Linked DNA regions of Capra hircus: region 1 is linked to region 2. A link is a contact called in public Hi-C data. All regions are on one chromosome and are shown on one strand. Each heading gives the region's core, a stretch centred on a gene start, on an enhancer-like site or on the middle of the called end of the contact. The rest is flanking DNA. Distances are from core to core; before and after follow the strand shown. Region 1 holds the start of LOC108633856. Region 2 holds the start of DCTPP1 (dCTP pyrophosphatase 1).

The links. Hi-C and Micro-C count contacts between places; a contact is called where the count stands out from the background.
Region 1: a contact with region 2 is called in a Hi-C map of blood, with 2.8 times the contacts expected there. The contact joins the promoter of LOC108633856 here to the promoter of DCTPP1 in region 2. A contact is called at or near these places in 2 of 5 Hi-C or Micro-C datasets (blood and liver).

What each region holds. Positions count from the first base shown.
Region 1 is chr25:26,737,718-26,744,158 of ARS1.2, forward strand. LOC108633856 reads right to left here and starts at 3,974. Exons shown (of 4, transcript XM_018039987.1): 1 at 3,826-3,974; 2 at 3,764-3,823; 3 at 3,374-3,539; 4 at 2,613-2,620. The coding sequence starts at 3,948. The coding sequence ends at 2,613. It overlaps SRCAP (helicase SRCAP), which reads left to right and starts at 3,977. Exons shown (of 34, transcript XM_018040168.1): 1 at 3,977-4,101; 2 at 5,535-5,608; 3 at 6,157-6,419. The coding sequence starts at 6,366.
Region 2 is chr25:26,511,384-26,517,920 of ARS1.2, forward strand. DCTPP1 (dCTP pyrophosphatase 1) reads right to left here and starts at 1,688. Exons shown (of 3, transcript XM_018041031.1): 1 at 1,486-1,688; 2 at 693-803. The coding sequence starts at 1,583.

The DNA of each region.
Region 1 (6,441 bases), core at 2,724-5,223, 230 kb after region 2:
GGCCATGAGAAAGATTTTTAATTTTTATTTACCTTTATTATTATTATAATTACTTTTTGGCTGAGCCACATGGTTTGTGGGATCTTGGTTCTCCGACTCGGGATTGAACTTGCACCAATGGCAGTGAAAGCACTGCGTTTTAACCGGTGGATCGTCACAGAACTCCGAGAAAAGGTTTTAGACAGAGGGAACAATGGAGATGAAGGCTCTGAAAGCAGAAGTGATGGATGTTTTGGAGAACAGCGTGGTGGCTATAGTACAGTGAAGGAGAGGTATATGAGGTTAAAAAAAATAGAAGGGATCATATCCTTTAGGGTTACTTTATTGAAAAAGAAAGTAAAAAAATACACGTTGTGAGATATATACAATGTACAATTTTAAAAATTATCTCTTTTTGGCTGTGCTGGGTCTTCGTTGCTGTGCAGGCCTTTCTCTAGTTCTGGTGAGTGGGGGATACTCTGTAGTTGTGGTGTACAGGCTTCTCAGTGCCGTGGCTCTCAGGCACGTGGGTTCAGGAATGGTGGCTCCCAGGATCTAGAGCACAGGCTCAGTACTTGTGGCCCATGGGCTTTGTTGCGCCACCATATGTGGGATCTTCCTGGATCAGCGATTGACCCCATGTCTCCTGCGCTGGCAGGTGGATTCTTTATCACTGAACCACCAGGGAAGTCCTACAATTTTTTTTTTTTAGATATATTTTTCAAGATGTATTTATTTTTGGCTGTGCTGGGTCTTCGTTGCTGCATGAGAGCTCTCTCCAGTTTCAGCGAGGGGGCTACTCTCTAGTGGTGGTGCTCAGGCTTCTCATTGTGTGGCTTCTCTTGTTACTTTGGGCTTCAGTAGCTGTGGTTCATGGGCTCTGGAGCACTGGCTCGGTAGTTGTGGTGCATTAGTTGCAAGTATACAATTTTTACATGGACATTTTAGTGAAGGTTTACGTCTGTATTCACCCATGGATGTGACCTTATCTAGATCGAGATATAAAACAGGAGTCAGCAAACATTTTTGGTAAGGTGCCAGACAGAAAATAGTTTAGGCTTTGTAGGCCTATGGTCTCTGGTGCAACTACTCAGCTCCACTATTACAGGAAGGCAGCCCTAGTTGCTATGTAATGAATGGGCATGGTCTGATTCCCATAAATCTTTAGTTACAGACACTGAAATTTGAATTACATGTAATTTTAACATATTACAAAATATTTTCCTTCTTTTTTCTTCAACCATTTGAAAATATAAAAGCCTTTCCTAGGACTTCCCTGGTGGTCCAGTGGTTAAAAATCCATCTGCCAATGCAGGGGACATGGGTTCAATCCCTGGTCCAGAAAGATCCCATAAGCTGTGGAGCAACTAAGCCTATGCACCACAACTACTGAGCCTGTGCCCTAGAGCCTGAGAGCCACAACTACTGAGCAACTACTGAAGCCTGAGAACCTAGAGCCCGTGCTCTACAACCAGAGAAGCCTCCACAATAAGAAGCCCACAAAGTGTAATGAAAGGTAGCCCCTGCTCACCACAACTAGAGAAAGCCTTCACAGCAATGGAGACCCAGTGCAGCCAAAAATAAAAATATTTAAGAAAACACTTAGCTTGTCAGCTGTACAAAAAACAGGTGGTGTGCAGGACCTGCTCTTTGGGCTATAGTTTACCAACCTCTGATACATTTCTAGTATCCCCTTTGTGCATCTTTCCAGTTAAAACCCTTCTCCCCTACTGGTTATTGTTCTGATTTTTGTTAATTTTTGTTGCTCTTAAACCTTTTATAATCTGAATCACATGTATTTATTCTTCATCTCCACATGTCTGTCCTATGGGAATGTTAAGCCGTGATACATAATTTTCATGTAAGAGGACTAAGATGCCATTTGGGGATTTCAAGTGTGAGAGCGTCATGATCTGATATATATGAAAAGGTCACTCTGGTGGCTGTGCGGAGAACAGAGTAATGGAAAACAGGAGTGGAACTGGGAGGCCCGGGAGTAATCCAAGCCACGAGATGATGGTGGCTGGACCACAGTTACAGTCATGGAAATGGAAGACAAATTTTAGACTTGAGCTCACATAACCAATATTAGTTATTTATTTTTAAAATAAGGTGTGATAATACTATCAAATTTCCTGAATAATCTTTCTGAGACTGGCATTGAGAATTGTCATGTATACACCGTGGCCCTACCTTCAAGGAGTTGACAACAGTTTTGGGGGTGGGGTGCACAGACTGCGAATCCAGATACAATTCAATCAGTGTTTTAAGAAGCCCAGGAGGCTGTGGGAACCAGAAGGGGTATTAAACCAGCCTGATGGTGGTCAAGAGAGATCACCTGAGGGTTGTGGCCTTTGAGCTAAATTCTGAAGGAAAAGTCTTGAAAAAGGATTAAAAAAAATTATATGGCAAGGGTAAGAAATCTGAGACTCTTGGAAGCTCAGTGAAGTTCTATGATGGTGTCTCAGAGAATATGTAATCCTGGCTTAGAAAAAACACTTTGAACTGGGTCTAAATAGATGGGCATTTATCTACATTTTCAATCAATCCATCCTGTATGCTTCTGTGTGCCCTGAGGCTCCAGCAAAGAACAGAGGTAGCAAACTGACAGCCTGAATCTGATGTATTTTGGCCTACATTCCTGTAGGGCGACCACAGGAACAGTGGTTTGAACAGAGGTTATTACTTTTGGACAGAGCACATGGTCTCCTGTTCCTGGTATTCCTTATTTGCTCTCTTTGCTTTTACATTACCTTCTTGGCCCTACTAGGTTTTTGTTTTCAACTCATGGTCTTTACTGTAAGAAAAACAGTACTTTAAATCACTTACACAGAGAGAATCATCAACTCTTCGAGTAGAATGGGGAAGACCTAAACTGAGTGAATGAAGAGAAGTTGAATGAGAGCTTTACCCTGGATTTCTAACCTGGCTTCTAGGGTAGGCTTTAGGTGGTAAATTTTGAGTGTTTGTATCCTTGTGACTTAGGCTGGTTGGCTATGAATTGGGTGAAGATATCAGATTCTCAAAAGGGGTACTCAACCTAGAAAGCTGGCAAACAGCATAAATGCTTAGGAATTATTGGGAATACTATCATAAAGAAGGCTGAGCGCCGAAGAATTGATGCTTTTGAATTGTGATACCGGAGAAGACTCTTGAGAGTCCCTAGGACTGCAAGGATATCAAACCAGTCAATCCTAAAGGAAATCAATGCTGAATATTCATTAGAAGGACTGATGCTGAAGCTCCAATACTTTGGCCGCCTGATGGCAAGAGCCAACTCATTAGAAAAGACCCTGATGCTGGGAAAGATTGAGGGACGGGGGATAAGGGGGAAGACAGAGGATGAGATGGTTGGACAGCATCACTGACTCAATGAACGTAAGTCTGAGCAAACTCCGGGAAATAGCGAAAGGCGAGGAAACCGGGCGTCCTGCAGTCCATGGGGTTGTATTGAGTCGGTGACAACTTAAGAGACTAAACAACCCTTGTGTGAAATGAAGCAGGTCTACATAAGTGGACTGCCATATGAATCCAGAAGCCCATGCTCCACTGCTAACTAGCTAAAAGTACCTGAGAAATTGCTTTGCACTCCGGGTGATCTATTAAAGTGAGGCGGACTCATCCGAGTTGGCAGCCGCAATGCAGCTCCAGCAGCAGGTTCCGTAGTGGATAAAAACGCTTCGTCGCGGGCAAGCGCTTTCCCCGCGCGGACTACATCTCCCAGCCGGCCTTGCGCTTCGGGCAGCGCCCTACGCTAGCACGCGAGCTTCCTCGCTCCCCCAACCTCCAGTTACTGTTTCTCGCGAGAGGACGGGCCGCGCCGGCGGTAGCGATAGTGAGCTGTGGTGGTGGCGGTGGTGTTGGTGGTGGCGGCCGAGACGGCGGCGGCCATTTTGGTGAGGCCTCGGAAGCGGCGGCGGCGGTTCGCTGCGAGTAGCGTCTTCCACTTTTCCCACCGCCCGCCCGCATCACTGTGCCGCGAGAGGAAGCAGTGGAAGCAAGGCGGTGGTAGTAGCCGCGGGCCCCAGGGGAATTTAAAGGCCGCGAAGGCGGCGGCCAAGAGGGGGCCCTCCCCCCTCCTCGGCGGGAGGGGGGGTGGTGCGCACGCCCCCGAGGACGCAGGTAAGGAGAGGGAGACAAGATGGCGGACGCCTCACAGTTCCCCCTCCCCTGACGGGTGATTGCGCGCGCATCTTTCCGCCACCGCCTCCCCTCCCACCTTCCCGGGATGCTGCGCGCGCACCTTCGGCCGGGGCCCCGGGGCCGGTGCGCGAGGCTGTCGGCGCGCGCCCATAGAGACAGGCTCAGGGGGGCCAGGCTGGCCGGCGCTGGGCCCGGGCGCGTCTCCTCTCCCCTCCCGCCGGTCTGCGCACGCGTACCTGAGCGAGCGAGCGAGCCCTGAGAGGACGGACCCAGGTGCGCTCCTGCCCGCCCATCAACCCCAGCCCCCTCTCAGGGGCGCGCGGGAAGAGGAAGGGGGGCGTGGGACGAGTAGTCGGGGCGCGCGCCCACCATATCCAGTCAGGAGCTAGGACCTAGCGGCACTAGCCCTCCTTTATCTCAGCCTTTCGCGGTCTGGTGGTGGTGGGGGGTTGCTCCCTGACCGGCAGGGATGAAAGACTGCCTAGCTTTGCGACCCTTGTGTGCGTGGGTTTGGGTTCTGGCGGGAGCCCCCGGGCGGTGCGCGCAGCCGGCTCTCTCCGCCTCCAGGCGCGCACGCGCGGGCCCCTCCCCCAGTCGCTCACGTTGGGTGGGGTGGGAGTCTAGGAGGGGGCGGGGCCATCTTAGGGCTAGTGGCAAGTTGGGGCAGAGGTCAGGGGTCACGCCGGGTCAGGCTGTTGGGACACGCTGGGAGACGGTAATGAAGCCGGGGGTCGGGAGTTCATACTTCTTGATTCTGGTTGTTAGCGCGATTCCAGTGACTTGTGGAACAGGGAGTGAATCAAAGGCTGCGCCGTGGTTAAGGAATTTCCTTAAACACTGGGGAAACACTTCCGGGACTTTTGTGGGTTTACCCTGCCTATTTCCGGAGTATGGTTCTTTGCTTTTAGGCTTTCCTTACCTCTGAGTGCTACTCTAAGGTAGCTCTAGTTCTGGTGTTTGAGGAAGTGTCTTATGGGGCAGGTGTAGGAGTCGAAGGGCTCCCCTGAGGAAGGGTGGGTTCTCCTGTGTTCAGCCCTCACTGGAAAGGAGAGCAGGCTGCCAGACAGCCAGCATCTTTTGAGCTTCTGGATGTGACAGCTTTTTTGGCTTTGTTAATTTCAGCGGTTGGAGCCTTTTACCCTTCAGCTTTTTAAACTTCTTGTCGAGGCTTCACTTGCCAGCTTCTCTTCCCCAGCCAGAATCTAATATCCCTAAGAAATTCTGTTTTCACAGCACATGGTTTGTTTTCAATTTTTGGAAATGTGATCTTTTTCTACTACTGTTAATTCTCTTCAGCCTTTGAACTGACTTGGGTTTATTAAAAAGACTTCAAAAGTTGGTGTAAAGAAGGCTTTGATGGGTGTTGGTAGATGTGAATTAGTTCCTCACTGCTGTTTTCCTCCCTGTTTCAGGCCTGATTCCCCTCAGTACGGCGGCACCGTGGAAGTGCAGACTTTCACAGGGGGTGTGGTCTCAGCTCACACAGGTGAGGGCTCAAATACCACTTCCATATACTGATGCTAATGGAGAGATGTTTAAGATAATGATTGTGGTGCAACACAGTACTGAGTCTATGGATAGAGAGATCTGAATCACAGCTTGCCTCCATCAGGGAGAGTAGCACATTCTTGGGTTTTGACATCAGACTGTCTTAGTCTGTTCTCCTCCTCCTACTTCTTTACTGTGTGACCTTGTGCAAGTCATTTGCTCTATTTGCATTATGATTTCCTAACTTAGAAATGCTAGAATGTAAGCTCCATTTAAGTCAGCCATCTTTTCTGCATAGCTCTTTTTTTCAGCATGTAGAAGGAACTAAAACATTTATCATGGCTTGAAAAGTATCTGGTTTATAAGGAAGATGTGAGAATTATAGAACACATCAAGTACTAAGTATAGAATTTGACACATAATAGATGCTCAAGAAACTTAAGCTGTAATCACTGTTCAGTTATCTTTGTTAGTGTTATTCCTGGGTTTTAAAAGGATTATTTAATCTTTCTAAATCCACTTTCTACTGTTTTTACCCTACTTTAGGTGCTCCAGAGGCCGGTGGACCTGAGCGGAGGCTGGGACGCCCTAGTGGGCCCCGGGCCCTGGAAGGCGGGTCCCGGTGGCCTGTGGCCCAGAATGAGGCCAGCTCCCAGCATGCCCTGCAGCCGGACGCCAGCCCCTCGGCCAGCAGCAGTGGTGACAACGACCCAGTCGTTCTTCAGGCATCCAAAGAGGAGCCTGGGAGTGGGACCATGCAGAGTTGCCCCTCCCCTGCTCACCCTCAGCTCCCAATCTTGCAAACACAGGTTAGAAAGTGGGGTAGATTCC
Region 2 (6,537 bases), core at 438-2,937:
GCCTCATCTACACCAGTCTCCTCACTGATTTCCCCTGACACAATTCTCCTAGGGGATCAAATCCACTCTGCAGGTACAGTGATCTTCCTACCACTCAAATCGGGTCAGGTGTTCTGTCCAGAACTCCATTACTTCCCAGCCGAATCCTACCATTCTGTGTTCCTATCCTACCCCTCTCCTCTGCAGCCACAAGAGATACATGTATCAAGTACTTATTGTGTGTTGGGTACTTGAGACACACCAGAGAATAAGACAGATACAAAACCCTTGCCCTTTGTCAAGAAGCTTACACTAAAGGAATCCTACCTTGTCGCTGAATTCCTACATTCTCACTGAATTTAACTCGCCCTTTTCCATCTCACTACCTTTGCAAATGTGGTTCCCCCTCTCTGGAATGCCTTCTATAGAAGATCAGCCTTTCTACCCCAGAGGCAGAGGTAAAGGAAGGTTGCCACCACCCCTTCTCAGACCTGGATCTACCTTGCTGTTTTTACACCTTTCTCTCCCAGGAGACTGGGAGCCCCTAGAGGGCAGTGGACCCATAAGTCATCTCTCTGAATGCCCAGCAACCAGGTACAGAAGAGCTTGGCAGTGAGGAGCGGAAACTGGATCCATGGATATTTGATGGTCAAATGAATCCTCCCCTCCCCTCCTCAACACAGACTCTTCCAGAGAGCCTGTCATCTACTCACAAGAGCTCTGCCAGCTCCCCCACTTCCCCCACCAAGGCCAGGAGGAGGTTTCGAGGCTGATGGAACTGCTCCCAGTCTCGTTCAGCAGCGAACTCAGCATGGAGGCGGCGGCTGGAATGGGAGAAAGAGGTGGAAGTCCAGGTCCAAGGTTAGGGGATGGGGGAGGAGATGCAGAGCCCTGGCAGGTACTCAGTGAGATGCAATGGGGGCATGCGAGTCAGAGGGGATTCTGCAACTAATTCTTTGGATGGTCTAAACAGGTCATCTCTTTTTTAAAGGATGTGGTTTTCTCATCTGTAAAATGGGTGCATCCTTACACAGACCCTAAACTATCGAAATCTAATAATACCCTCATTTTCATTATTCCACTTCCTGTTGCTGCTTCTGCAGTTTTCCTCCACCTGGAATAACCCTGTCTCTGCATATCTAAATCCTATTGATTTTATGGAATGCAGCCCCAGGACACTTCCCCCAAGAAGCCCTCCTGGATTTCCTCCAGAAAGAAATGTCTTCGACGTCTCAACACTGCATTTGCTCCCATCCTACCTCCCGCTCCTGGAGGACAGAGGCAGGGCAGAAGCATCACCGTACTCCGGCATGTCCCCTGCCTCAGATGTGTATAGTTAAGCCCATTTTGCAGAGGAGAAAGTTAGAAGTTCGCCTGGGGTCAGCCCCCAGAACTAGAACCTGAGCACAGCTGCTAGCCTTTCTTTCCGAACACGTGGAGGGACCCTACCCGAAAGGAGGGAGTACGGGCGATCTACCCAGCTCAGGCTGGGCAAGGACGGCTTACATGTCCTCCAGCGTTGGTTCCGAGCTGAAGCTGAAGGGGCCGGTAGCGGTAGTGCTCTCTCCTCTGGCACCTCCACGAATCTCTTCATTCGCGGACATGCCGCCCACCGAGCTGCAGCGGGGACCGTCAGGGAGAACCAGCAGCCAAGCTCGGAGCCCCCGCCTCCAGAGCCCCTGACCAATCACAGGCGTTTGTGATTGCTTCATAGGGGCGGAGCCAAAGGAAAGACCAGTTACTCTTGTGGAGTTAGCTAAATCCCTCCCCTTACCCGGACTGGACCAACCTGAGAGGACTTCAAGCGGGTGTTCTTTGGCTCTCGCCCCTGAATTCTTGAGTCTGACCGAAAACCTTAAAGATATAGGTACCAGATTCGACTAGGGGAAGAGACAAAGGGCAGAGAGCGGAGAGCGCAGGCGCGTCATTTCCCTTTGGGACGCCAGATGGCACCAAAGCGAAATGACAGACCGGGGAGCCTCGTGGCGAACCCCAGAAACGAATGGTTTAAAGGAGAGAGGAGAGTTTATTAAAACGATACAGGAATGTCTCCAGGATAAAACTGAGCCTGAGGAATGAACTGGAACTAGGGTTGTTCAGTCGCTCAGTCGTGACCGACTCTGCGACCCCGTAGACTGCAGCATGCCAGGCTTCCCTATCCTTCACTGCCTCTCGGAGTTTGCTCAAACTCGTGTCCTTTGAGGACTTCTCTGTAACCTAAAAGGTAAACAATCTGCCTGTAATGCCAGAGACCAGGGTTCGATCCTTGGATCTGGAAGATCCTCTGGAGAAAGGAATGGCAATCCACTCCAGTATTCTTGCCTTGGAGAATCCCATGGACAGAGAAGCCTGGTTGGCTGCAGTCTGTGGGGTCGCAAAGAGTCGGACACGGCTGAGCCACTAAAACACACACACACACACACACACACACACGTCCATTGAGTCGATGATGCCATGCAACCATCTCACCCTCTAGGGGAACTAGGGAAGCTGTTTCAATTTTACATATTTAATCCTCACAGCTATTCATTCAGTCCTCAAATCAGCCCTCTGAGGTAGTTAATATTATAGTCATCATCTCCATTTTACAGACACAGAAACTGAGAGATTGAGTAATTTAACTCTACAGCTAGTTAAGTGGTAGCCAGGTTACAAATTTAAGCAGTTTGGCTTCAGAATCTGGGTTAACTCCTACACTGCTGCTACTGCTGCTGCTGCTAAGGCGCTTCAGTCGTGTCCGACTCTGCGACCCCATAGACGGCAGCCCACCAGGCTCCCCCGTCCCTGGGATTCTCCAGGCAAGAACACCGGAGTGGGTATATTGTTTCAAATGGTGATAAGTACTATGGTAGATAGTAAGATAGAAAGGACCTGGATCCTTGATAACATTGCTGAGCCACTTATTTTAAAATAGGTTACAGAGATGCCCGGATTTAAGACTCTGGTTATATAAGATAATAAATCCCTTTATTGGTCAAACCACTTTTAGAGTTTTGTTTTTGCTACTTGTCTTTGAGAAATTGACATTTAACCTGAGTAATTATTAATAAATCAAGGGAAATAGGGGACTTCCCTGGTGGTCCAGTGGCTAAGACAATGCACACCCAATGCAGGGGGCCAGGTTCAGTCCCTGGTCAGGAAACTAGATCCCACATGCTGCAATTAAATATCCCAAATGCCTCAATTAAGTCTCCCAAATGCTGCAATGACGATCAAAGATCCTGCATGTTGCAACTAAGACCTGGCATAGCCAAATACATATTTTTAAAAAAACATTAAAGAAAAATCAAGGGGAATAGAGTACTAGGTAGAGAGGACATCAGTGGTTAAAGTAGGGAAGGCTTGGCATGTTCTAAATGCAAAAAGAGTTCCAGTGTGGCAGGAATGCAGTGAACAAACAAGGGGGAGAATGGTGGGATGTGGTGTTGGAGAAGTAAAAAGAGATGAGATCAGATCAATCAACCATTGATTTTATTTCATATTTTATTTTATTTTAGATTTTAAGTATGTGGGAACCTTTTGAAGGATTTTAGGCAGGGGAGCCATATGATCATATTTTGTATTTCTGAACCCTCTTACTGCTGTGTTAAGAATGAACTGGAGGAGGGACTTGCCTGGTGGTGCCGTGGATAAGAAGATAAGGTGGCGTCCATCTGCCAATGCAGGAGACATGAGGTCGATCCCTGATCCAGGAAGATTCCACATGTCAGGTAACAACTAAGCCAGTGCACCATGACTACTGAGCCTGTGCTGCAACTGTTGAAGCCCGCATGGCCTAGAGCCCATGCCCCACAACAAGAGAAGCCACTGCAGTGAGAAGCTTTCATATGGCAACTAGGGAGTAGCCCCCACTCACCACAACTAGAGAAAGCCCTTGCAAAGATTCAGTGCAGCCAAAAATAAATAAACAAATAGTTTCAAAGAGAATGAACCAGAGGAGGGCAAGAGGTAAGAAGCAGGGAGATGCGTTACTGCAGTTTTCTAGCAAGAGATGTTGATGAATTGGCCTGGGCTGATGGCAGGTGAAGATGAAAAAAAATAGATGCATATCTTGGAGATAGACCTGTAGGTTTTGTTGGTTTTAAACTAGTGAGATGGGAGAAAGGGTAGAATCAAGCATGGCTTGCAGGTTTTGAGTGCTGAGCAGCTTGGTGGATGGATGGTGACTAATACTGGGATGAGGAAGATGAGATGCAGGATTGAACACAAGAGGCATCAGAAGTGTGCTTTAGGACAAAGCAAGTGAAGACCCACATCAAGTTGGCAGGTAGATTTATGAGCCTAAGGCTTAGAGGCAAGATGAGGGCTGAAAATTCAGATTTGGTAGTCTCTGTCATTTAAACACTAAAGCTTGGGAATTCGAGAATAACTAGTACAAGAATCTAGGTAGGCAAGACTAAGATTTGGGGTATGGCTCATTGGTAAAGAATCTGCTTGCCAACGTGAGAGAGAGGAGGATCGATCCCTTGGTCGGGAAGATGTCCTGGAAGAGAAAATGGCAACCCACTCCAGTATTCTTGCCTGGGAAATCCCAGGGACAGAGGAGCCTGGCAGGCTACAGTCCGTGGGGTTGCAGAGTCAGACATGACTGAGCGACTCAATAACAAGAGAAGAGAAGGTGAGGTAGGAGGAAAATTGACAGAGTGTGAAGTTATGGACACCAAGAGAGGAAAGCATTCCAGAATGAGTGGACATCTGATGCGGCGGAGCAGCTGGGTAAAGTGAGAGCACAGAATTTGCTCCTGGATTAGGCAACATGGAATTTAGATATGGGAGGTCGGAGATATGAGGGTGTCCTGGGTAACTCCTAGGTTTCTGGCTTGAGTAAATAGATGAATGGTTTTGTCATTTGCTGAAATGAGGACATAGAAGATCTGGAAGTGGTGGTAGGAGGGAAGATACTGAATTCAGTTTGGGACAGGTTGAGTCTGAGATCTAGGCAAAACATCCAGGCAATGTCCAGCAGGTAGGTGAATATACAGGTCTGAAGTTTGGAGCATTGAGCTGCCTTATGGATCTGGGTACTAAAAGTTTCCGGAGCCAAGTACCACCCCTAGCACCTTCCTTGGTGTTTACTAAGCTTCTCCAGTTGTGTGTGTGCTCAGCCACGTCTGACTTTGCTGCCCCATGGACTGTAGCCTGCCAGGCTCCTCTGCCCATGGAATTCTCCAGGCAAGAATACTGGAGCGGACTGCAATTTCCTACAGCAGGGGATCTTCCCTGATGGCAAAGTTCGAACCCTCATCTCTTGTGTCTCCTCCACTAGCAGGCGGATTCTTTACCACTAGTGCCACCTGGGAAGCCCAGCTTCTCTAGCCTGAAGACAAACTCTTACTGGAATATAAAATACCACTTGGAGAGCAACTTTCTCGGGAGTCCTCTGCATCATCGCAGATTTTTTAAGAGTCAGGTTTTCAGGACCTCTAGAGTTCACAGGTCAAATGGTCCTTGGAGACTGATCTGAAGGAGGAGGCACTCTCACTGAGACTGCCTCTGCCCAACCCCCCTCCACCCCGCAGGAGGTTCCCTGGCAGAGCTGTAAAGCTCTTCCAAAGCATCCTGCAGGGACATCCAAGTTCTTTGCTCCCACGACATCATCCTCTAGAGACCAAACGGGACTTCTCTAGCAGTCCAGCGGTTAAGACTCTGCTTCCACTGCAGGGGGCCTGTGTTCACCCCTGGTCAGGAAATTAAGATACTGCGTGCTGGGCAGCGCAGCTAAAACAAACATACAAAGGTGTTTCTCCATTGCCGGCTAATAAATGTTTAATGACAGAGTGGACGGAACTTTGTTTTTGCTGAAACAGGCACACATACACCCTTGTACCACTCAAGAGTTTGGCCACCTTCCCCACTAGAGCCAAACAGGTGCAACTGGTCTCAGTAAGGCTCTTTGGGAAAACTTGGAGTGGAAGTGGCAGCAGCAGCCGGAGAACAAAGCGGCAAAGGCCTGTAAACTGCGAAGGTGGTGTCCGGGTAGGGGAACCTGGGCCAGTCAGGTCCCAGAGACAACAGAGAGCGATGGGAAACTAGGACTCAGGTGATTGATTGGGAACCTACCTGCCAATGCCCTTGGGAAGACTGTTTCTCTTCTCTGAGCCTTGATTTCCCTATCTATATAATGGGGATCTGGCCTAGGTGGCCTCTAAGGACACTTCATAGTGTGCTAGGAGGACCAGGACAATATGAATTTTGTCCATGGGTGGGTCCCAATAATCTACTTCAGTTTTGTTTTCTTTTATTGCCTCGCTAAACAGTTTGTGGTATCTTAGTTCCCTGACCAGGGTTTGAGCCTGGGCCCTTGGCAATGAAAACTCGGAAAGTCCTAACCACTGGATTGCCAGGGAATTCCCAGTGCTGTTCTTATTGGAGGTAGATCTATAGGCCTTACTGGTTTTGAACTTGGGAATGGGAGAAAGGGTGCTGCTATAATTAAAATGGGCTTCCCGGTTGGTGCAGTGGTAAAAAAAATCTGCCTGCCAGTGCAAGAGACGTGGGTTTGATCCCTGGGTCAAGAAGATCCCGTGAAGGAGGAAATGGTAACCTGCTCCAGTATTC